2 separate regions of the Zea mays genome follow, and region 2 is linked to region 1. Evidence: chromatin contacts called from public Hi-C data. All regions are on one chromosome and are shown on one strand. The core of a region is the stretch at or near the end of the contact, and the rest is flanking DNA. Distances in the headings are between cores, read along the strand shown. Region 1 holds the start of LOC100383281. Region 2 has its middle 4.3 kb from the start of LOC103632671.

The links. A called contact is a pair of places that touch in the nucleus more often than the background predicts.
Region 2: a contact with region 1 is called in a Hi-C map of leaf, with 4 times the contacts expected there. The contact joins the enhancer-like site here to the promoter of LOC100383281 in region 1. A contact is called at or near these places in 9 of 25 Hi-C or Micro-C datasets (bundle sheath, ear, endosperm and 3 more) and 1 of 3 datasets of contacts at active chromatin or transcription factors (leaf).

What each region holds. Positions count from the first base shown.
Region 1 is chr7:106,378,505-106,383,611 of Zm-B73-REFERENCE-NAM-5.0, reverse strand. It overlaps LOC100383281, which reads left to right and starts at 3,118. Exons shown (of 3, transcript NM_001175941.1): 1 at 3,118-3,374; 2 at 3,507-3,711; 3 at 3,843-5,107. The coding sequence starts at 3,906. The coding sequence ends at 5,018.
Region 2 is chr7:106,468,983-106,474,089 of Zm-B73-REFERENCE-NAM-5.0, reverse strand. No RefSeq gene overlaps it. Among protein-coding and RNA genes, the nearest start is that of LOC103632671, 4.3 kb to the left of the region's middle. Within about 2 kb of position 1,954, at least 8 of the 20 cell types and tissues checked have an H3K27ac peak or open chromatin away from gene starts, as enhancers often do. A contact at or near this core is called in bundle sheath and leaf, where this site is marked.

The sequences.
Region 1 (5,107 bases), core at 1,869-4,368:
TGTCGGGGTAGGTGTCGCAGCCATTGCAGCGCATCTTGCCCGATGATGATAGGTAAGTACGCGGTCATTACATCCTCAGTTGCCCCAGCAGCTCGGGCAGCGGTGGTGTAGACGGTAAGCCAGCCTCCCAGATCCTGCTTAGGTTCATATTTGTCGACGTTGGATACCTTGAAGTTAGGGGGCCATTAAATGGCCTAAAGCGCGGAGTAAGTGCCGATACTCCACATGTGTCCTCCTGTCGTCGATGATGTTGTCTGTCCTGGGGAGGGGAGTGGTCGTCGTGGTGCCTCGACCGTTCCCGGGTGGTGCCACCAGTTGAAGCCGTGGCCAACTCGATCCTGGTAGCCTGACTCTGTGCTGGGATGTCGTGGTCCCGGTCATACTCTTCCCGGTGATGGATCTCGTTCTCATGTCGCCGCTCGCGCGAAGCGTTGTTGGAGCTCCATGCGTCCCGCCGACTATTGATGGCGTGTCGTAGATCGTTCGGCGGGTGAGCGAGGGGTAGAAGATGATTGGCTGCTTGAGTGAATAGCCGCCGGTAGCCCTCGGCGTCAGGAGTCCGAGGGAGGCCATCAGCTATCCGAGCCAACACCCCTCCGACTTCACTCGGCGTGTTCATGGCTCGGGCGAAGTTGGGGTTCAGGTTGCGCCCGAAGAGTGGATTTTCCTGACGTTGCCTTGTCTCCTGCTCGGTCTGTTCTTGAGCCCGTCGACGATCGCGTCGTCGAGAATTCCTTCTTTCCCTGAAGACACGTTCCTCCGGAGTTTCTCCTATCTCCGAGACCTCGTCTCGCGATACAGGTTGCGCCGGGTCCTGCTCTCCGGCCTCGTGATGTCGCCGGATATTTCGGTGTCGGTTCCTTCGTCGGCGGGATTCCCGCTGAGGAGGTTCTTCTTCGGGTGCGGTCGGCTCGTCGTCGGAGATGGGGGGCGATTCCACTCTCACGATGAAGAGGACGTCAGGGTAGAATGGAGCAGCTGTCACGGCGATCTTCTTTCTGTTCTCCTTTGAGGGCGGAGGCACAGAAAGATCAGCTTGATGATCCTTTGCTTCCTTTTTCCTTGTGATCTGTGTCCATTCCCCCGTCGGAGAGGTGGACAGCAGAGTTCTCCGGGCTGAAGGACCCTCCGCTCCTAGCTCGCTGAAGGTAATTTTTTTTCGGAGCACTGGAGGTTGCGCTTTTTCTTGCTTTGCTCCGATTTTCTCGGAGACCTTTGAGGAAAACTTTCTTTCCGGCGGATCCGTGATGCGATGCAGAGTTCCCTCCTCATCCGCTACAGATGAGATAGTTCCGAAGCAGAACATGGATCCAGGGCGGAGGATGATCTTATGCTAGAAGGTGACGGCCATTGAGCTAGCTTGGATCGATGACACACCCCCTACCTGGCGCACCAGCTGTCGGTGTTTTGGGTCCGACCGCGCACCCGGGGTTACCCCTCAAGGTGCTTTTAGGAGTAGGACGGTGTTACCGACTGTAGCTCGATGGTTCGTGCTGGGCGCACGAGAAATAGTGGACAATGATGTACAGGTTCGGGCCGCTTTGAGATGCGTAACACCCTACGTCCTGGTGAGAGTGCTTTATGTGATGGGTTACAAGGGAGTTCTCTAGTGCTGGAAAACGTAGAGAGCGGGGTGAATGGCTAAGTAATGAGTGATTGTTCTGAAGGGGTGCCCCCTGGGCCTTATATACTCGACCGTGAGGCATTACATGCAGATATGATAACAACGCGTGCCTAAGAAATAGTGAACCATCTGAGTCTATCCTCCTATAATTCAGCCGACCCATCCTCGCTTGGTTCCGTTGTACGGGGCTCCTGCGGGAAGGTCGGGTCACTGTTGTGATTACTGCTCGAATTTGTTGGGCCGTCTGGGCTTGCGCCGACCCGGCCTTGCGTTAATCCGCTCCACTGGTCGTTCCTCCCAGGCCTACGAGGGGATGGCCTTACGAATTATGGGGCCTTTGGGCCTTTCGTGAGGTCTTTTATCCTTCTAGTGGACCCGGGAGATATCTGTCCCCCACATAGGATCTCTCCTCCTTGACGGGGTCCCTCCCGGGGGTGAGATCCAGGTGCTGTTGGTGAACACCGCCACTCCACGCACACGCGGGTCGTCCGACCATTAGGCACGAACCGTCCAGCGTAGTCCAGGAACCTCGCTCCTGCTGCTAGGTCGTGGACCGTCTAGCACTAGGCCGCATACTGTCCAGCACAGTGCAGGAAACCCTGCTCTTGCTGCTAGGTCGCGGACCGTCTGGCCCTAGACCGCGGAACGTTCATGCCACCGCAGAGAGCTCGCCGAGCGAAACAACTCCCAAATGTTTGGCGCCTGGATCGATGCCAACAATACGTTAACCTCGCACGTTAAATACTTGTTCCATCTTAAAAATATACTTTTTAAGTTTTTTCCGTCGATATTCAAATAAATGATACTCCCTCGGTCTCGTTTTTTCTAGCTCATTTTTTCTGTCCATAATCATTCAAATTCAAATGATAGTGAATATAGACATATATGTAAATTAAATTCATATATTACTTAATGAATATATAATTAGTCTAAAACAAAATATATTTTGCACGGAGGGAGTAATAATTATAGTTTTTATAAGTTAACTAATGAATACATATTTAATCTAAAACAAATCATATTTTGAGACGTAGGAGTATATTGTACGTGTAAGCAGTTAACCAAATAGCCATTATATATTTCCACGTCAATCCATATAACTTTACGCAATATCTTATGCAACATTCATCCCACAACACGAGAGATTGAAGAGAATAGTCGTCGGTCCTATTCTACGAGGGAAAAAATGTGACGTGGATCAGCCGACAGCACAGCAACATCGACGTCACCGCTATCGGCCTATCGCGACGCTCCTCTCGGAGACGTCGTCACGGCGACAGGACCTCTCCCTCTCTCGCTACGGCGACAACAGCGACGCAGCGGGCCCGGGCACGAGGGAAGGGGCCCGCCCAAGCGCGCACATTCGGGGCCCCAGTCCCCACCGTCCCGTCCGCCGGCCTCGCGATTCGTGTCCCACGCGCTCCCTCCTCCTATCCCCGTCTCCTACCGCGTCGACACGGCGATACCCCCGCGGCACCCACCCACCCATCCAAGCTTCCGTTTCTCGTTCTCTCCCCCCACCACACCACGACCCCTTCCAAAACAACAAACAGAACCGAAGCCGACTAGCGCGACCGAGGAGGCAGAGACGGGTGGAGGAAAAGGGCAAAGTCGCCGCCCGCCGCCCGCCGCTGATCGGTCGGTGAGCCCGATGCGCTGTACCGCTCGGCCTCGTCGTGTTCCGCCGCGCTGATCTCCGCCTCCCGCGACGCCCGATTCCAGAGGATCGCTTCTTCGGTTTGGCCGGCCGGTAGGTTGGGATTCTTCTCTCTTCTTTTTACTTGCCAACAAGAGCTCGACACCGAGTCGCTCGCACCTACCATGTGCTGTTGAGTTCGTTGGGGCCGTGTGGAGCCGCTCTTAATTTCGCTGCTCCTGGCAGGTGCGTGGGGGGTTCAGGAGGCGGGGTCTCGGCGGCTGCAATGCATGCTCGCATCTCGTGGCGGCGTTTCATCGCTTCGGTCCGTTTGTTTTTCGGCTTGTTGCGCTGAAATTGAGCGATTCGTTTCCTTGATTCAAGGACTACTAGTGGGGCGGGGGCATCCTGCGTGGTGGCTCTGGCTGTCTGGTCTGTATCTGTATGATAGGTATCGGCTTTTTCTAATTCTCATATATTAGTGGATTTTTGCTGTTCCTTGCGGATTTGCTATTTTTGCTGTTTTTTTCGTGAAGAAACTAAAACGATGAGTGGTTGTTTTTGTGGATGCAAAAAAACCAGTGGGCGTTGGCAGTTGTGCCGTCCCGGCTAGCTGCGGACTTGTCTTGGCCTAGCAGGGAAGTGATGGAGCACAAGAAAGCTAGAGCAGTGGAGGATCCTGCCCGGTTGATTTGCGACGATGCCCTCACCGAGGTATTCCGCAGGCTGCCTGCCCGTGCGCTCGCGGCCTGCAGACTGGTGTGCAAGTCATGGATGTCCGTGCTCACAGATCCACACTTCATCCATGAGCACCTGAGCCGTGGCCAGCAGAAGCTGCTGCTCTTTGCGACTGACAGGGGAAACGACAGGTCGCTCGCCATGGTGCTCGCGGACAACAACGCATCCATGTACCAGCTGTCAAGGCCCGCGGCGTCTCGGAGCGTCTTCGTGCACAATTCTTGCAATGGCCTGCTCTGCCTAGGTGACAGCACAGGAGCTGTCGAGGTGCTGAACCCAACGACTGGTGAATCTTTAATGTTGCCGATGCCAATGTACACGGCAGGGAGCAGCCAGTTCTCGTCCTGCAATTGGCACTGCTTGGGGTTTTGCCCACAAAAAAGGGAACACAAGGTGGTGCATTTCTATCCAGGAGCTCACAATGACCCGTTCAAGGTACACTGTGAGATATACACGATTGGAGTCGGTGTCTGGAGACAAGTTGGGAGCTGTCATGGTGCTCCGACTGACAGAGGGGTGCATGTGAATGGGATGGTATACTATCTGACAAAGTTCCGCTACATTGCTTCATCGCGTATCAACTGCTTGAATCTTGAGAGCGAAAAATTTGATGTGATGATGCTTCCTCCACACAAATCTTATGGAGGTCATTGCTCTTTGGCAGAGCTTGAGGGAAAGCTATGCTTGTTGATTGTCGATGGTGCATTGGAAGGTCCGCCTCGTACAATGGACATACTGATGCTCAATAGCCATGATAAGCAGGGCTGGACTCACAGATACCACTTCTCCTTGCCTTGGTTGATGCCTTCATGTTATTTTACTCCGAAACACACACTCTTCCACGGTGGAAAAATTTGGGTGCAGTTGTTGGCTAGGAATCTATATTGTTTTGACCCAAGTTCAAGTTCAGAAGAACTGACAACAGCCTGGCCAGAGCTTGACTTTTCCTTTAGCACACATACTTTCATTGAGAGCATAGTTCCTCTGCGTAAAGACTACTACTTCAAGCAGATACAGTGACAGTGGTGTGCTGCCCCTTGCTTTCAAGGTGGTTCTCAGTTTACATCTTTACATTATCTTTTATCTTATCGTTTCTTTTTTCTTATATG
Region 2 (5,107 bases), core at 705-3,204, 92 kb before region 1:
CTTTAACTCTCTGACGATATCATTTGGTGAAGTATATAACATTATCAGTCAACTGGATGTATGCTCACTCTTTTAGAGAAACTCCGGGTGGTCTGGCTTGAAGGAAGTACATAAAGACCATTGAACCTATCTCCTGCATCGTTCTAGGTTAACCGTTAGTCTTGTACCTACAGCTATGATTTTATAAAGTGAAGTTTAAAATAAGAAGTGAAATAGTTAAAGTTGTCGGAGATAGCTTAGGCTCTCTCTAACCATACCATCTTCCCTTACTTACACGTTCTAAATATATTTTACTGTCTCCCTTTAAAATTCTTCCCCTACATATATGACTTGTCGTCTTGTCCAACTGTTCCCTTTATACAGCTGCAGTTTTGAGTCATCACTCTGGCTGGCAGACAAATCCCAGAAAACCTCTTCTGCAGCCATATGCCGTACGCAGTGTTACAGTGCTCCTGTTGCAGAATCTCACTTACAGTTTGTGATCAGAGTTGGTGTCTCGTTTTTTTTCTTTCTGATTCTGATTTGATGGTTGTAAAAACGCACATGACATGTGTTTCAAAACAGGTGATCCCCAGCTTCGTCATCGCTGTCCGTCACCCCGCCCTTTCCCTGCAGCCTAGACCACATCCATCATCTCCAGACTAGTGATGAGTTTTGCTGTCAGTTCATCATCCTGTATACAGCCTGTGTCTGGTCGGCCCCTTGGCCTTGCTGCCATATAATCATTCATTCATGCATTTCTGCGGAGAAAAGTAGTCACACCACAACACATCCAATCTCTACCCCCCATTGGACGTCGTGCCCCCGTCCGTTTCAGGCTTTCTGGTTGCCATGCCAGCCGAAACGATTCGTGCGTGATGGAGGCCCCAGCGCAGCTTGTGTGGTGACCCCATTGCGACGTTGCTTCTGTGTCTGTCGGCGTTTGGTGGCGACCCACATGGACGTCGTTGTCGCTCGCAAAGTTGCAGTGGACGCACACTTGGGAGCACCGGTTGTTGCGTGTTCATGTTGGACTGTTGGTCCAACCATGTTTTCTCGCGGGGGGGGGGGGGGGGGCTGTATCTGGATGCAAATAAAAGCGACTACATAGGGTTTCTTTCGATTCCGTGACAACATGTTCATCCCACTAATCTTAAAGCAAGTCAGCAACTAACCACATTAGCCCATACTTGTAAGATTATTGTTCGGTCGCTTCAATATTGGTGGAATGGACAAGGATCCTGTAGTGTTGCTTCTCTGTAGCCGGTTTTAGAGGGATTTTTTTTCCCGTTATCTCTCATCTCTGCCCAACCTATTCTTCCTGTGGACTGATTTGTAGATCAGAGATCATAGGGAAATTGGTGAGGGTTGAGGAGAAAATTAGTTCATTTCTCCTCTAATCTCTTCGTGATCCCTTTGTCACCAAATTAATCCTAACATTTCTTTTTTTTTCTTTGTTACAAAGGAGATCTAAATGTGATGATCATCGCATATTAACTTGAGTCCGTATAATTTTAAAAAGGGATGAGATAGAGAAGCTACACTATTTTTTACACGCGCCGTAACCATCAAACAAAACACTAGAGTTACATACTAATGGCTAACCCTGCCAGATTTGAGTGTGAAACTGAGTAGTTCTGGTGCCTGCACCAGAAACTCATCAGAGTTTTAGGACAGCGCTAGGTCGGCACCGATTTGTTGGAGTGTCTTAGGTACCTCTAGTATATATCCTTAAGAGCTGGTGCCATGTAGGGGTGGTCACACATATGATGGCAGCAATGAGCTTTGCACCGCGACAGGAGATTCTATTTGGCGACCTTAATCACGTGTCTGCCGCCCTGACAATCACAAACATCGTCTTCACTCTTCAGCACGCTCCATTTCAATGGCAACAAGCTCGGGTACCTCGGGTTAACATCTCATGGCCTAGTGACTACGACATTAGAAGCTTTTAATAAATAAGATCTAATCTACACGATGGACCGATGGTGTGGCGGCCACTACCACGACTGTTCGGACTCAAGACTCCATACCGACTCGGACAGTCGTGGGGACTTGGACTCGGACCACTAGAGATGGCCAAACGGGCCGCCCGGCCCGGCCCGGTCCGGGCTCGGTGAAGCCCGGCCAAAACCGGGCCGGGCCTGCTGAGCCAGTGGGCTTAATTTTCTGTCCAAGCCCGGCCCGCAGCGGGCCTAAACGGGTCGGGCCGGCCCGTTTAGCACGAAAAAAACAGGCCGAAAAGCGAGCTAAACAGGCCGGTAATCACGTTTTAGTGTAAAAAAAACGGGCTTAACGGGCTTAGAGGTAAATGGGCCGTGCCGGGCTAGCCCGCCGTGCCTAGTTTCCTGTCCAAACCTGCCCGCTTATTCTACCGTGCCGGGCTCGGACCGGGCCCAAAAAGCGGGCTTCGTGCCGGGCTCACAGGCCTCGTGCTTTTTGGCCATCTATACGGACCACCTCTGGGGACGAAGAAGACTCCATGAAGAAAAAATGGTGGGCCCAAGAAGACCCACGTCGGAGTGGTCGGGAAGTTCACGGCCGAATCGAGATGGCTGAGTTCTAGGGACAACTCGTCTAGGCCACTCCGATGCATATTCTCATAACGACAAAATTCCTGCTAGATGGTATTACTCCACTACTACCGTAAGGCAACCCACAGGATTGAAAACTTCAAGAAGATCCAAAATATGACGTAACACCCAAAAATCCTAACTTTAGAATTTATAAAAGTTTGTCCAATATATTTAAGTAAATTTTGAAACAAGAATCAAATTTGAAACTTAGAAAGAAAATAAGTAGTTGAAAGATATTGTATTGATTTATTCTCCTCCTAAACTATAAATACGTTTCAGATGTTCAAGTAACCCTTAATAGAAAGTATACCATACCTTCTTTTAAAATAAATAGATAATGAATATTTATTTATGAAGTAACTTTTAATTCCTATCCCACGTTCCAATGCTATTTTCTTAAAAGAAAGAAAAAATATGAGTGTGTTTCATACTTCAAATAACATCTACCAAACAAATAAATTAATTAAAATAAATATATATCTATACCATCATGATTGATTTTTGAGTGAGCATTATGTTTGACTTTTGAACTTTATTTGAATCTGAATTAAGAAAGAATAGAAATTAGAAAAAGGAATAACAAAATAAGAAAATAAGAATAAAAGAAAAGGAATCAATACCTGCGTTGGGCTAGATCTACTGTCGAGCCCACCCCCTTTTCTATTTCGCGCGGCCCAGAAGTCCACCGCGCCGCTGCTGCCAACCCCTGTGGCCCACGCGCCAGCCTCCCCAAACCTTACTCGGTCACTTGTTGGTGGGTCCGCGCTACATAATCGTCCCTCACACCCGAACACCGCACCCAACGCGAGAGGTGGCACGTAACAAACCCCGTGGTATCCGCTGATATTGATCCTCAGGTCGGACTCCGCCGCGGCCTATAAAATCCATACTCTGTGGCCCTTCGTCCATCTCATCTTGCCTCAGCCTGGCACCATCACTGGTGCTATGTGGAAGCATGGGAAGCCAACCGCCGCCGCCGGCCGAACCACATTTGCCCACGGTTCGGGCCTCAGCTTGGGGCTCTAGGGAATCGCTTGGTTGAGTAGAAGATATACAAATCATCGACATCCATGGGGAAGCTTCGGGGTGGGCGCAATTGCTCGCCGAACTTCATGACCCATGATGGATCCGCCCATCGACAGGGATAGCCGTCCTCTCGTCACAACTCGCTCATAGTTCGACCATAACAGGTTTGCTGGTCTCCCCTTCTCGTGTAGCTGCTTTCGTCGCTTAGAATAAGCCGCCAGAGGGCTGTAATCGTGAACTCGATGGGGAGCGCAACCGTGGGGGCGCTCGGAGCCGCCGCCATTTGGGAAGACGGGCGTGGGCGGTTCGATTTGGGTTGATCGGCTGGGATTAGATCTGGGTTGCGTTTTGGCATCAGGCATCGTAGACCGTCGATCTCTGAGCGGACGCTACAGATTAGATGGGAGAATACCCCCCTGGATGAAGGATCTAAACCGTTTAGAGGGGATTGGGCGGTTTAGATTAGATCGTTCCTTGATGAAATCTGGGCTGTAACTGTTAAATCGTACGGTCATCATAGGGTACCGGTTCACATAAGGGTGGGATCTAATCTGGTCCGTTGATTCCAGATCGCGTGGCCCCTTTGGTTGATACCCCTTCATTGTGGCGTATTAACATATGAGCCCTCGAGATTTTTATATATCAACCTGCCATCCTAGTCTTTATTTAAAACATAGCAGATAGGTCCTGTTTTTAGCGCTGTGGCCCCTGGCTTCTTCAGAAATTGAAATTACAGACAGAGTTCTCGGTTTAGTTATAAACTAAATAAAGAAAATGATTTTTAGTATGAAAATAATTCCAGAAACTTGTTTAATTCATAAGTAATTCATTTTAACTCCGAATTGATCCATTCCAGTTGCATTAATTTCATATTAATATTGTTCTTCATCTAGTAAACTTATTCCAGGCACTCAATTTATTGTATACCTATCACTTGAAACTTCATATGATCATAACTCTTTGACGGTAACTCCGAATTTAGTGATTCTTGAACCCACGATCTCATAGCATCACATAGAACATTATTATGTAGTTTGTTCTTATGTTTGGTGTGATGTTAATTTTGCCTATACCATGTTTGTTTGTATTGCTACGACTAGCAGTGAGGTCACGAGAATTTGGAGATCATCCTGGTACCTGGAATCTCAAGCCTAAGGCAAGTTGTGCCCTTGACCACTTTTATTTACCTAATAATGTTCTCCATAATCATTTTGGCATGCATAGGCTTAATTTTGATGGGACCAAATAGGTCACCCTAGTTTGGTTATCTTTACACCTTGTTTACCCCTGAACTTTTGGGTAGTCTTTGTTATTGCTATATATGGTTTTGGGTGTTGAGATAACTATTACACATGGTCATTCTTTATTATTATTGTTCTATTTCTGTTTATGATAAGACCATTATGTTAATTGGAACATGGAACTTAACTTGAGAACCACGTGCCACCACAAGGGTGGAATGGGACGCCCTTGGCTGACTAATGAGGAAAGCTAGTGGAGGACTACCTTACCCGAAAGGGGCAAGG